Regions from separate parts of the Gasterosteus aculeatus genome. Here region 1 is linked to region 2. Evidence: chromatin contacts called from public Hi-C data. All regions are on one chromosome and are shown on one strand. Each heading gives the region's core, a stretch centred on a gene start, on an enhancer-like site or on the middle of the called end of the contact. The rest is flanking DNA. Distances are from core to core; before and after follow the strand shown. Region 1 overlaps mrpl13 (mitochondrial ribosomal protein L13). Region 2 holds the start of LOC120810076 (collagen alpha-1(XIV) chain).

Evidence for each region. A called contact is a pair of places that touch in the nucleus more often than the background predicts.
Region 1: a contact with region 2 is called in a Hi-C map of tail fin, with 2.1 times the contacts expected there. The contact joins the enhancer-like site here to the promoter of LOC120810076 in region 2. A contact is called at or near these places in 4 of 6 Hi-C or Micro-C datasets (skeletal muscle, tail fin and whole body).

The regions. Positions count from the first base shown.
Region 1 is chr20:12,129,501-12,134,588 of fGasAcu3.hap1.1, reverse strand. It overlaps mrpl13 (mitochondrial ribosomal protein L13), which reads left to right. Exons shown (of 8, transcript XM_078095298.1): 8 at 1,302-2,036. It overlaps LOC120810076 (collagen alpha-1(XIV) chain), which reads right to left. Exons shown (of 48, transcript XM_078095299.1): 45 at 4,955-5,088; 46 at 3,335-3,412; 47 at 2,188-2,343. Among protein-coding and RNA genes, the nearest start is that of mrpl13, 13 kb to the left of the region's middle. Within about 2 kb of position 1,283, at least 1 of the 9 cell types and tissues checked has open chromatin away from gene starts, as enhancers often do.
Region 2 is chr20:12,045,620-12,050,808 of fGasAcu3.hap1.1, reverse strand. LOC120810076 (collagen alpha-1(XIV) chain) reads right to left here and starts at 2,744. Exons shown (of 48, transcript XM_078095299.1): 1 at 2,605-2,744; 2 at 1,218-1,324. The coding sequence starts at 1,302.

The DNA.
Region 1 (5,088 bases), core at 34-2,533, 85 kb before region 2:
TTATCAATTCTTCTCAGTTTGTAGTCATATGTGAAGGGCACAGAGCGGAGGAAGGTGAGCAGAGGACGGTCGAAGGATGTTCCTCAATAATCATTCCCATAGTCCTGTTGAACTTCAGTCCAGAAGAGAACGAGACAGAGGGAAGGGGAAGAAAGAAGATTTTACACCTCATACGAGCAAGAAAACCCAACGACACCAGAGAGTTAAACCTGTGAATCCCCACTAACAAATCAAAGAGTTAAACCTGTGAATCCCCACTAACAAACCAAAGAGTTAAACCTGTGAATCCCCACTAACATAACTTCCACAGCTGTTAGGTTGCACATTAGTGTTTAAATCCGTTGCTCTCTTTTGGAGGAAGGAAATACACAAACCCTGAGAGGTTCTTATAAAACATTTAGCTAGTATAAATATTATTATTGCATTCAGACATTCAAATAAAACTTTTGCAAGGAAGGAACGTGTGCCAAATCTATATTTCTCTTTCTGCAGTGGAGAAAGTGCAAATAAAGATTTCCAACACAGAATTCAGAGAGTACAGAGAATACACACACATAACATCCCCTGTGACAAAAACGGACTCAGTCATTATTCACAGTTATGTTAAATAACTGCACCTCATTACGCCATGAATACTCATTTGAATGTGATTAATAGTGTGTATACAGCAACACTAAAATATATGTTAAGTTGAAATATATTTTGAGAAATTATTTCTCTGACATGGAGATAAAATAGAATTTAATATTTCATCAACCAACCAGTACGTGAACAGCTTTAATTACATGCAAAGTGGTCCATACCTTTAATTTTAGTGGACATGTAACATTTGTTATGACTAATATAACATTAAAAAAAGTGTTTAAACCTTTGGTGGCTTTTTAAATGACATTTTTGTGATGTACTATATTTTTTATGACAAAGTTTATTTTGTGATGAACTTTGTTAAGACTTAATATCAATTTTGACCAATTATATGACCACAAATGTGTTTTTTTATGCAATTTCAAAGACCTTTTGAGTTTTTATAACCTTCCATATTATTCTTGCAAGATACTAGAACATACCTTTATACAAAAAACAAATGGTTTTATACTATTCTATTTTGTGAGGAATTCTATACAAACACTTGAATTACATACTATAACATACTATACTATTTATGAAGTTCTATATTTTGTATATTTACATGTTCAACATGTGCTATATTATAACGTTCTATTTAAACATCTCACTGAACTCTGGTCAAACCAAGCACAGAGTTCACTAATGTTTACTCTGATGTGACGCAACTCATAAAGAGCGCGGAGGACACAGCGCTGAGGCTCCTCAGGGAGGACAAGCAGCTGCCTTACAGTGAGGAGATGGAACGTCTATGACCAGAAAACCCTGCAAGGAATGGTCGGGACAGCTGAGAAGACCATCAAACCCCCCCCCTCCGGCAATCCATCCAGGATATCGCAAACATCCGCTGCTGGAACAACGACGTGGCAGCGCTTTGCGATGTTCACACTACACACTTCTGCCTTTGTCAGACGGTGAAATTGGCGTCAAGAGGAGAGAGAGGACGACCATTGGCAAAGAGCAGTGGGTTGAATTCTAACCCGGGCCGCTCAGTAAGAACTCGCAGCAGTTACTTTAACGGGTCGGCTACGGGCCGTCCCACCACGTGAGGGCTCTTCCATGACTTCACAGACTGCCACTTTTTTTTCATACTAACCTATGCCGTTGAAAACCATCTTTTCTTAATTTATACTGCAAGATATTCAAGTCAATGCTCAGTTGCAAAAGAACATACTGGCCCAGATAGTCTAAAGAAATGATAATTACGTGTGTTTTGACGGTTTTGGGGAGAGTTTCCTGTCAAAATTGTATTTTTGTTTAAGGAACATGACCTGATGACCCTATGTGTGCTTTTAGATACAATTTTCTGCAGGAAAAGTAACAATATATATATTGTTTTGATCTATAATGGTTCCATTTAGAAATTAGGACAAGACTAGCAAGAATAAAGTCTTTTAAATTATTAATACATAACGGTGCGCTCCACAGTATGCTGAAGGTGCAAATAGAAGTTAATTGTTTGAAAACAACTGCGATGTAACTATACATATTCACATCACGAGTACATTATATTGTTTTAAAACCCTGTCATACTAAAATAAGGCGAGTTCAAATAGTGCTCACCTCCGACGTTGTAGCCCAGACAGGAGTTCTGGTCACAGTACCCTGGTGGGCCGGCGGCCCCGGGGGCACCTGGGTTCCCCGTCCTGCCCGGTGTTCCAGTATTACCGGGCCGCCCGGGGGGGCCCTGGCTGCCTGTCCGTCCTTCACCCGGCAGGCCTGAGGATGGGGGACAAGGCGTCGAAGAAGGCCGAGTGCATTAAATCAGTCACCAATGAATATTCATTAAAACAACTCTGCCAGGGCAGAGAACGAGAGGTAAGGAAAATAAAGTAAAAAATGTGCCGGGCCACATCCTGTCACTGTAATATCGCCTCTTCCATCTCCGCTAAATCCCTCTCTGTGCTCCTGTGACAACATGGCAGAAAAGACGTGATTGTCCTTTCTGGATGAGGGAGATAATAGCTCATGGCCTCAGGGTAAAAGTAGAAATTACACCGTTTTTAGCCAGAGGCTTCTGCCTTTTTTTTTTACACAAGAGAAAGTGCTTCATCAGGACTCACTTCAGCAGTCAGCTGAACTATGAAATCAATACTTTGAGGGCAGTTTCATTTGCCAAGAGCTAAAATTGTTATCCCACAAATGTTCCAGAAAAGCACAGAGAAGAGACGGAGACGGAGAGCTTTGCCCGGTACATTTCTCTCAGGGAACATTTCCTCTTTCATATATTGAAGTGTTATTATTCATTCGGCAGTTATCCGACAACAGAAAAGTTTCTGTGGCTTGTGAGTGTTGATCACACAACAGTAAACAGTGAATCTCATAACTGACATAATAAACATGAACCCCCAAACTTCACACAGGGAAGTCAACACAGCGAATTACATCGCGCTCCAAAACGTGCTCGCTGCCCTCGGACGGCGATTTAACAAGAGAATAACGCGGATGAAGATTTCAATGGCTTTCTGTGCAATTATGTTGTTTAAATATTTGAAACTTTTTTGCTTTTGGTTTACAGAGGGTACAAAATGGGAAAAAACATCTTCATGTTTTAGCTCCAGCTTGGTTGCAGTCCGAAAACACCACAAAGAAATGTCCAGAATATTCTGCTACAGCGCGTCCTAATTATATTTGAGCAACATGCGGATTCAGTTGGCTTTTCAAACTCATTGAGCATCACAACATGTGAATAGGTTTGTAAGTATCTTACCTGGAGGTCCGGATTGTCCTCGGGGTCCCTGACTTCCAATTCCTGGACTCCCTCTTTCTCCCTTCTCACCCAAAAGACCTGGAAGGACACAAAGAGATGCACATAAAACTCAAATGCACATCTCATCTTTCTCTGACAAGTACAACTCATTTTCACTAATGCTAATTCATACCTTCATCTATTATACTGCAATTCATCATTGCACAACATTCATCTGAGCTATAGTTATAGATGATACATTAAAACACTGTTCCACAACTTTTGGGTTATAAAGTTATTAGCAGTTCTATCGATTTTTCCTCTGGACTTCTTACTTTTTAAAATTTAAATAACTTGAGGCTCGAAGATTAAAACAAAAACTTGTTCTTTTTATGAACGACTTAATCAACTGCAACCGTAAAGAGGAAGTAAATACAAAACATTTTCTATATGGAGGCCGCTTCCCGTCCTACTTTGTCAACAATTACTGACCTGCACACTCTCTCTATATTTTGGACGCTAAAGCATGTGAACTGCACATGGTTTCATCTGTTCAGCCTCATCACAACTTTCTTCCTCATTCTGGAGTTAAACTTACATAAACCATCTGACTTAATGATAACATGTCTACTTTTCTTAAGCCTGCTATTCATCTTTTATAATATTTGTCCGACTCTGGTTTCAGTTCAGCCAATAAAACATCAAAGCATGTGATTTTTTTATTGGGTAGAATCAAAGGTCTGGACGTGCTGGACATTTCCTGACGGCTGATTTCGGCTTTCCGCCATGCGTGCAGGCTTACTTAGTATGTGGGTCTGGAGAGTGGGTTGCGAGTTTTAGTGAAGAAGACTTAAGCCTCATAAAAGCAATTTCTAGACGAGTGGCAGGGGAATGACTTCATGGATGTTGAAGTAACTTCCTTCTGGCCTGGACTGAACTTAGCGGAGCTCTGACCCCGACTGTGAGGAAGAAGAGCAAGCCAGACCACGCAGAGCAAACCTCATTGTCAATGTTGTAAATCAGGATAAACTTTGGTTGGTTAAATATTTCTATTAGCATGTCTCAATCTGTATCATTGTTATAGCGGCCCTTTTAAGGGTGTTTTTCATTTCGGACGCTGGTTGTCCCTCGCCCAAACTTGGCCTGGTGTTCAGCCCCTTTCCACACAAGAAATCCTGAAAGGGGAGGTACCAATGGAATAAGAACGTTTTCTTCAGACTGAGCTACAGCCTCTTGGACAATAATGGCTTCCTTAATTTCCTGTCAGCTCTGCAATAAAGCCATGAAAAAAGAAATAAAAGAGAAGCCAAAGGTTCCATACCAATCTCGTCTTAGTAAACCATACCTATAAATATATGCTCCATTTCCACGCTTTATTTGTCGACTATTATGACTTCACATCACAGACTATAACCGGCTCACTGTGGCAAGAGCGGACCATTAAACCCTGAAATGCTTCCTCACTCACACGCGCAGGCAGACTAGACCCGACCCGATTGGTCAGTATGTTACTAAGAGAATAAGAGATATACGTATGGAAATTGCCAAGTAGCTTTAGTTTTCCTGAGCCACTCCTTCTCTCAACATGTGTCATGCATCCAGTGAATAACGGCCATTGCTCATAGACGCATCCTCCCTCACCTCTCTCTCCCGGAAGCCCGTTCTGGCCGCTGGCGCCGGGGAAGCCCGGCCTGCCGGCTGGCCCTGGCTCTCCCTGGGGGCCCGGGGAGCCTCTCCTCCCCGGCTCCCCGGGTGGTCCTGGTACTGTTCGGACT
Region 2 (5,189 bases), core at 1,495-3,994:
TTAAGGACTTCCACTGTCAATATAAATAAAAGCAGCCACACGCAGATCCCCTCAGATTTGTGCCATGCGTGGATTATTTTGAGCAGCTTAGAAAAACTATTTTCAGTTCATGTCTATCAGTAGCATTCCTTTAAACAGGACCTGCTGCTTCTCTGCACCTCTAACTCCACATCCTGGAAGGAATGTGAGCTACACACACACACACACACACACACACACACAGACACACACACACACACACACACACACACACACAGCTAAATGTTAAAAGTGTCCCTTGGGGTCATTTCATATTATGTCTATCTAGAGGTAAAGAAAGATTCCCCGGACCGATTTGTTGGAATAATAATTTTCTCAGACGTTGTTGAAACATCAGCCTTGGACATCCATCACTAAATAAGGAAACCTCCTGGTCAACACATGATAACGAAGGATTACTGGGTAGTGTGGCTTAAGCTCTAAGGCTGATTGTATTAACAGAGAGGAGCGGCAGGAGTTTCCTTCAGAAAAACACACACAACTGTGATATTCTAACACTCTTGTGACACGTGAAGTATGTTACGGTTAAAACTGTAACTAACATGTGTGTTCCTTGTCAAGCCCGCGTCCAGATTTTTAACTTCCATGACCTAAAAACAGAGAGACAGCAGCCCACTTTTTGATGGGAGTCAGTGTGGTGAAATCAGGCCTGCTGAGGAATGAGGTTGATCTGAAAGCACACTGGAGCGTTATCTACTGAGCAGCACATCGAGCTGCAAATCATCACAGCTTGAACAACACGTTAATTAAAGCCCCCCCCCCTGAAAGGTGGCAGCGTCGGCAGCGGGGTTGCAAGCGTTGCCGTGCTGCCGGCGTAAAATTGGCACGATGACATGCGGACGATCACGGGCGTGATTTAACCCGAGGCTACGCGTCAAACATGAGAGACAGCAAAGGGAGGAGTGGCGTTTAAACAGTGGAGGAGAGGACACAGAGAGTTCAGGTGAGGGAAGGGAACATGGAGGCCCGGGAGGGCGGGGAGGTGAGGGGAGGGAGGAGGGAAGAGTGAGGACAGACACAGTGTGGTGAAGGTGTCAAATGGAGACTTAAAAGCAAAGAAAAGTTGGAGTGGACTGAAAAATGCTCACTAGGAAGGCGGCGGAAGAGACGGGGAGGGGCATGGACGTGGGATGGGAAGATTGTGCAGCAGAGACCGGACAAGAGGAGACGGTCCTTACCTTGACCCTGCGCCAAATGGGAAATCAGGACCAGTAACACCAGTGGGGTCCACGAGCACCACCTAATCTGCCCCGCTGACACCATCCTCACAATCAGCAGCTTAGACCTGCACGGAGAGAGGAGGATTATGCTGAAAGAAAGGAGGAGATGCAAAGCAAAGAGGTACAGTGCAGTTGGACAGAAAGAAAGGGGGGGATTTCTGACATTTAGCTGAAGAGAGGCTCTGTGGGTCCAGAAAACCCACCCCGCCCAAATACCGCTGATCTGGAATCAGTTAACTCCCGTCTAATTTCCACTTTGATACGAGTACAGAGCAGCAGTTTGACGGTCTAGACCGACCGCAGAGCAGCGGTTGAGCCTGCCGCCCACACCGGGGAACACAGAGGAGGACATTGTTAGAGGGACGAGGGGAGGATAAATGAACAGGAGCTGGTGGGGAAAGATGGAGAACAAACAGTGATGGACAGACAGGGAGGGAGTAGTTTGATTGACAGTCAAGTCAGGAAACATTCCACGAGACCCGTTTCCCAAACCACAAGAGCAAAGACAACAGATCATCTCCTCTTCTCTCTATATCCCATCTCCTCCTTTCACCTCCTTCACTTTTGTCTTCGCCTCCTCTGCAGGCCCCTTATTATTACACACTGGGGACGGACACATGGAGACACTCATCACGCACGCGGACAGTGGTTCGAATAGAACAGCCTGAGCGAGAAAGTTTTACCTGGTCTGAATTATCTGGAGGAAACCCTGAGGTATTGAAATGAAAGCAGGCTCCTTTCATTCAGAGTGTCAAAAGCCTCGGGACACGGAGAGGGAAATGAGAAAGATTAAACAGAAACCATTCTGCCTTTTAGTCGCTCTCCAACACACACAAATGAGATTGTGATTGGAAAGTCTCAGAGTGACGCTCAATTAAAAATGTATATCTCTTTACTCAAGTGATGCAAGATGAATGCAAATTGCAGCCCAGTGGAAACTCCTTGTTGTTGTTTTTTGGTCAGTTTGTGTAACTTTGCAATTGGTTAATTGGTTAATGGAAACCAGGAGAAGGCGCAGTCTTCAATAAAATTAAGCAGTCTATTTGCTCAATTTGTGTGCTCTTAAATGCTATTTGCGGAAAATGATTTCCAGACATTCTCAATTAATCACAATACGAGACAGTAGACGCACGCACCGATTTCATTCTTGGAAAAACTGTCTTTAGCCAAATGAAATCAAGTTGGAATCACTGACCGTATCTTCATTCATCGGCGTGTAAGTGCTGCTAAATGGTTCACATTTAGTTTTTCTGTGCGATTTGGGGCAAACTATCCGATTCATTCAAATTAAGACGTTGCGTTCAAACGCTCCAACGCTGCGCATAACGAATGAAATCACCTTTACCTCTCCGGTCATCGATTCCAAGCGTGCCTTTATCCCCAAAGAAATCCTCTGAATACCAAAGACCGCTGGTTCCTCTTCCTTCTCGCTCCTCCTCTCTTTCTTCTCTTTCTCCCACTCGTTCGCTCCGGATACAATTCGGTGAGTCCGGAGTGGGTGTTTCTCTCCTCGTTATTCAGCCATCCCCCCTCCGGCTATTCCTCCTCGTCCCGACCCTTCCCCGTGCCCCGCTTCATCCAGAATAGAGGGAGAGATGGGGGGGGGGGAGACGGTCCCTCTGCGCAAAAAACCTCCGCTGGCAACCTACAGGTTTAAATCCGGCTTCAAATATCCCGAATGCACTTTTCTAAAAGGAGCCACTTGGTCGTTGCGGGTTTGACTTGCATGGAAATGGTAAAAAATGCGCTCGCAGCAGGTGCGCTGCGCTGCGACCTCCGATGTTGAAGGCACCATCACACCGGTTTTCACCTCGACTGAAGACGACTTTCTTGGAGTTTTACAAAAGAAGCCTTCCGGTCGACAGATGTGATGTTTCGGCTCATGTGAAAATGTATAGTACCAGTCAAAAGTTTGGACTCATTCAATTCAATAAGAAGATGTATCTAAGCCTTACCTGACTATTGGTATATGTCGATATACATCTTAAAATAACATTATTTTGTTTCACGCTATTGTCTGAGTGCTTACTTTGATTTATGTGAGTCCATTGGACACGAATTGTCACGTCTCCAAATTGTTTCTAGATGGCTGCAGAGGTTTTACATCTGTATCATGTCCAATATGTTCTTCTGCAAATCACATGTAGGACATCTGAGTCTATCGGTGCTCTCAGTCAACATTTTTGTGGAGGAATAGTTGGACATTCTGGGATTTATTTTTACATTTAATTTAGCTGAGAGTGAGATTAAAAGATTGATTCCACTTTGATGTTTGCTTGTTAAATATCAAGCAGACAGGGGGTGATTAGCTTAGCTTTGCATTCAGACTGAAAACAGTCTTCATTTTTTCAAAGCAACTCCAAAGCTCACAAAATAACAAACTGTGGCTCGTTTGCTCGATTTAAAAGCTAACTCTCAAACAAGGAAGCGAGAAAGTGCATTTCTCGTAAAGCAAAACTCTTCTTCTAAAAGGTTTTCAAAATGACATTCCGAGCATTAATGTAGCGACAATTTTAATTGCTTTTGAAAGAAGTAGTGTAGTAGCCTCCGCCACGCATCCTCCAGTTCCCCTCAAACAAAGTCAAACACTTCTTGCTCTGTCAGCATTCTTGCTGTTGTTTGCGCCGTTAGCGCCTTTAGCTTCTGGCCCGCCAGCTCCGTCGAAGGCTGAGTCATGTTCAGAGGCACGTGGAGGCACCGGATTTTGAAGCGGGCACTTCTGACATTCTGATTTATCATTACGTTTCGTCTGTAACTGCCAACGCTTTGTTCTGTCGCTCTGATGGAAATTTTAATGCTGTTCACCTGCTGGCGAAGACGCTCTGTGACCTGCCCCGAGGCGCGACGAAGGGAGTCATGGGAAGCAGAGGCCGGTGAATGTACAACGGCCAGGCCGAGTTGAAACGCTAAATAGCAACACTCCAGGTGTGTCCCTGAGGCACTACACACACACACACACACACACACACACACACACACACACACACACACACACACACACACACACACACACACACACAAATGCTCACAATACACATGAACATGTGCTCCTTAGCCAAACAACTGTCCAGATGCCATGAACACTATAATCTTGTGGATAGGATCCCCTGTCCTCCTTCCTTCCTCCGCTTTCTTCCTCCAGCTTCGTCCCGTCCTCCTGTCCGTCTGTCGTCTCTCCTCTGTTCATCTGTTGCCCGTTTGCAGCGGACCACACACTAAACAATAAACAGCTCCAGCTGCCAGAGCCCACAGCCATGTGTTTAAATGAATAGCTAATATCAAAGCACCAATTCACCTGCTCGAATATTTTTGCACAACATTTGCAAAATCAGATTGGCACTAAAAGTGATTGTAAGCTCATTTTTGGTTTGACTTTGTATTCCGGGCGGCTGCGGTCTCAGATGGCTTTTGTTTGACAGCTGCTCTCTGAGGACGCTCAGGGCAACAGAGCTAAGGACCCGCCCGATGGATGAACCATGCTGCTGTCCTCCATGCGTTTAGGATTTTTTTAATATCTATTCATTAGTCTTGATAGCTTCCGGTCTTCATTAGCCCCCTTTTTTTTTTTTCTTCCTTATCTTCCTTTCCCCCCCCCCAATTCGTGCTCCCTACTGTATTATAATATATCCATATCTGTCTACATCTCCGCCATCACGGTCCGTCCCAACTGTGGCTCTGATGAATAAATGCATCAGTCCCATGATCTTCAAGTCATTTTGCCCAGTGCCATATGGTCCAACTGTGAAGCCTCATAACGTTTTTAAAGTCACTGCAGGGCAACAACTATCTTTTTAGTGCTGCTACTTCTTCTTTCTATTGAGATGTTACCGTTACAGTCACTTAAACAATAATCTTCAATCACTGAAGTCAATTGAAACAATACAAAAACATTTTTTGTAAAACATATATGCGGGTCTCAGTAGTGAATCT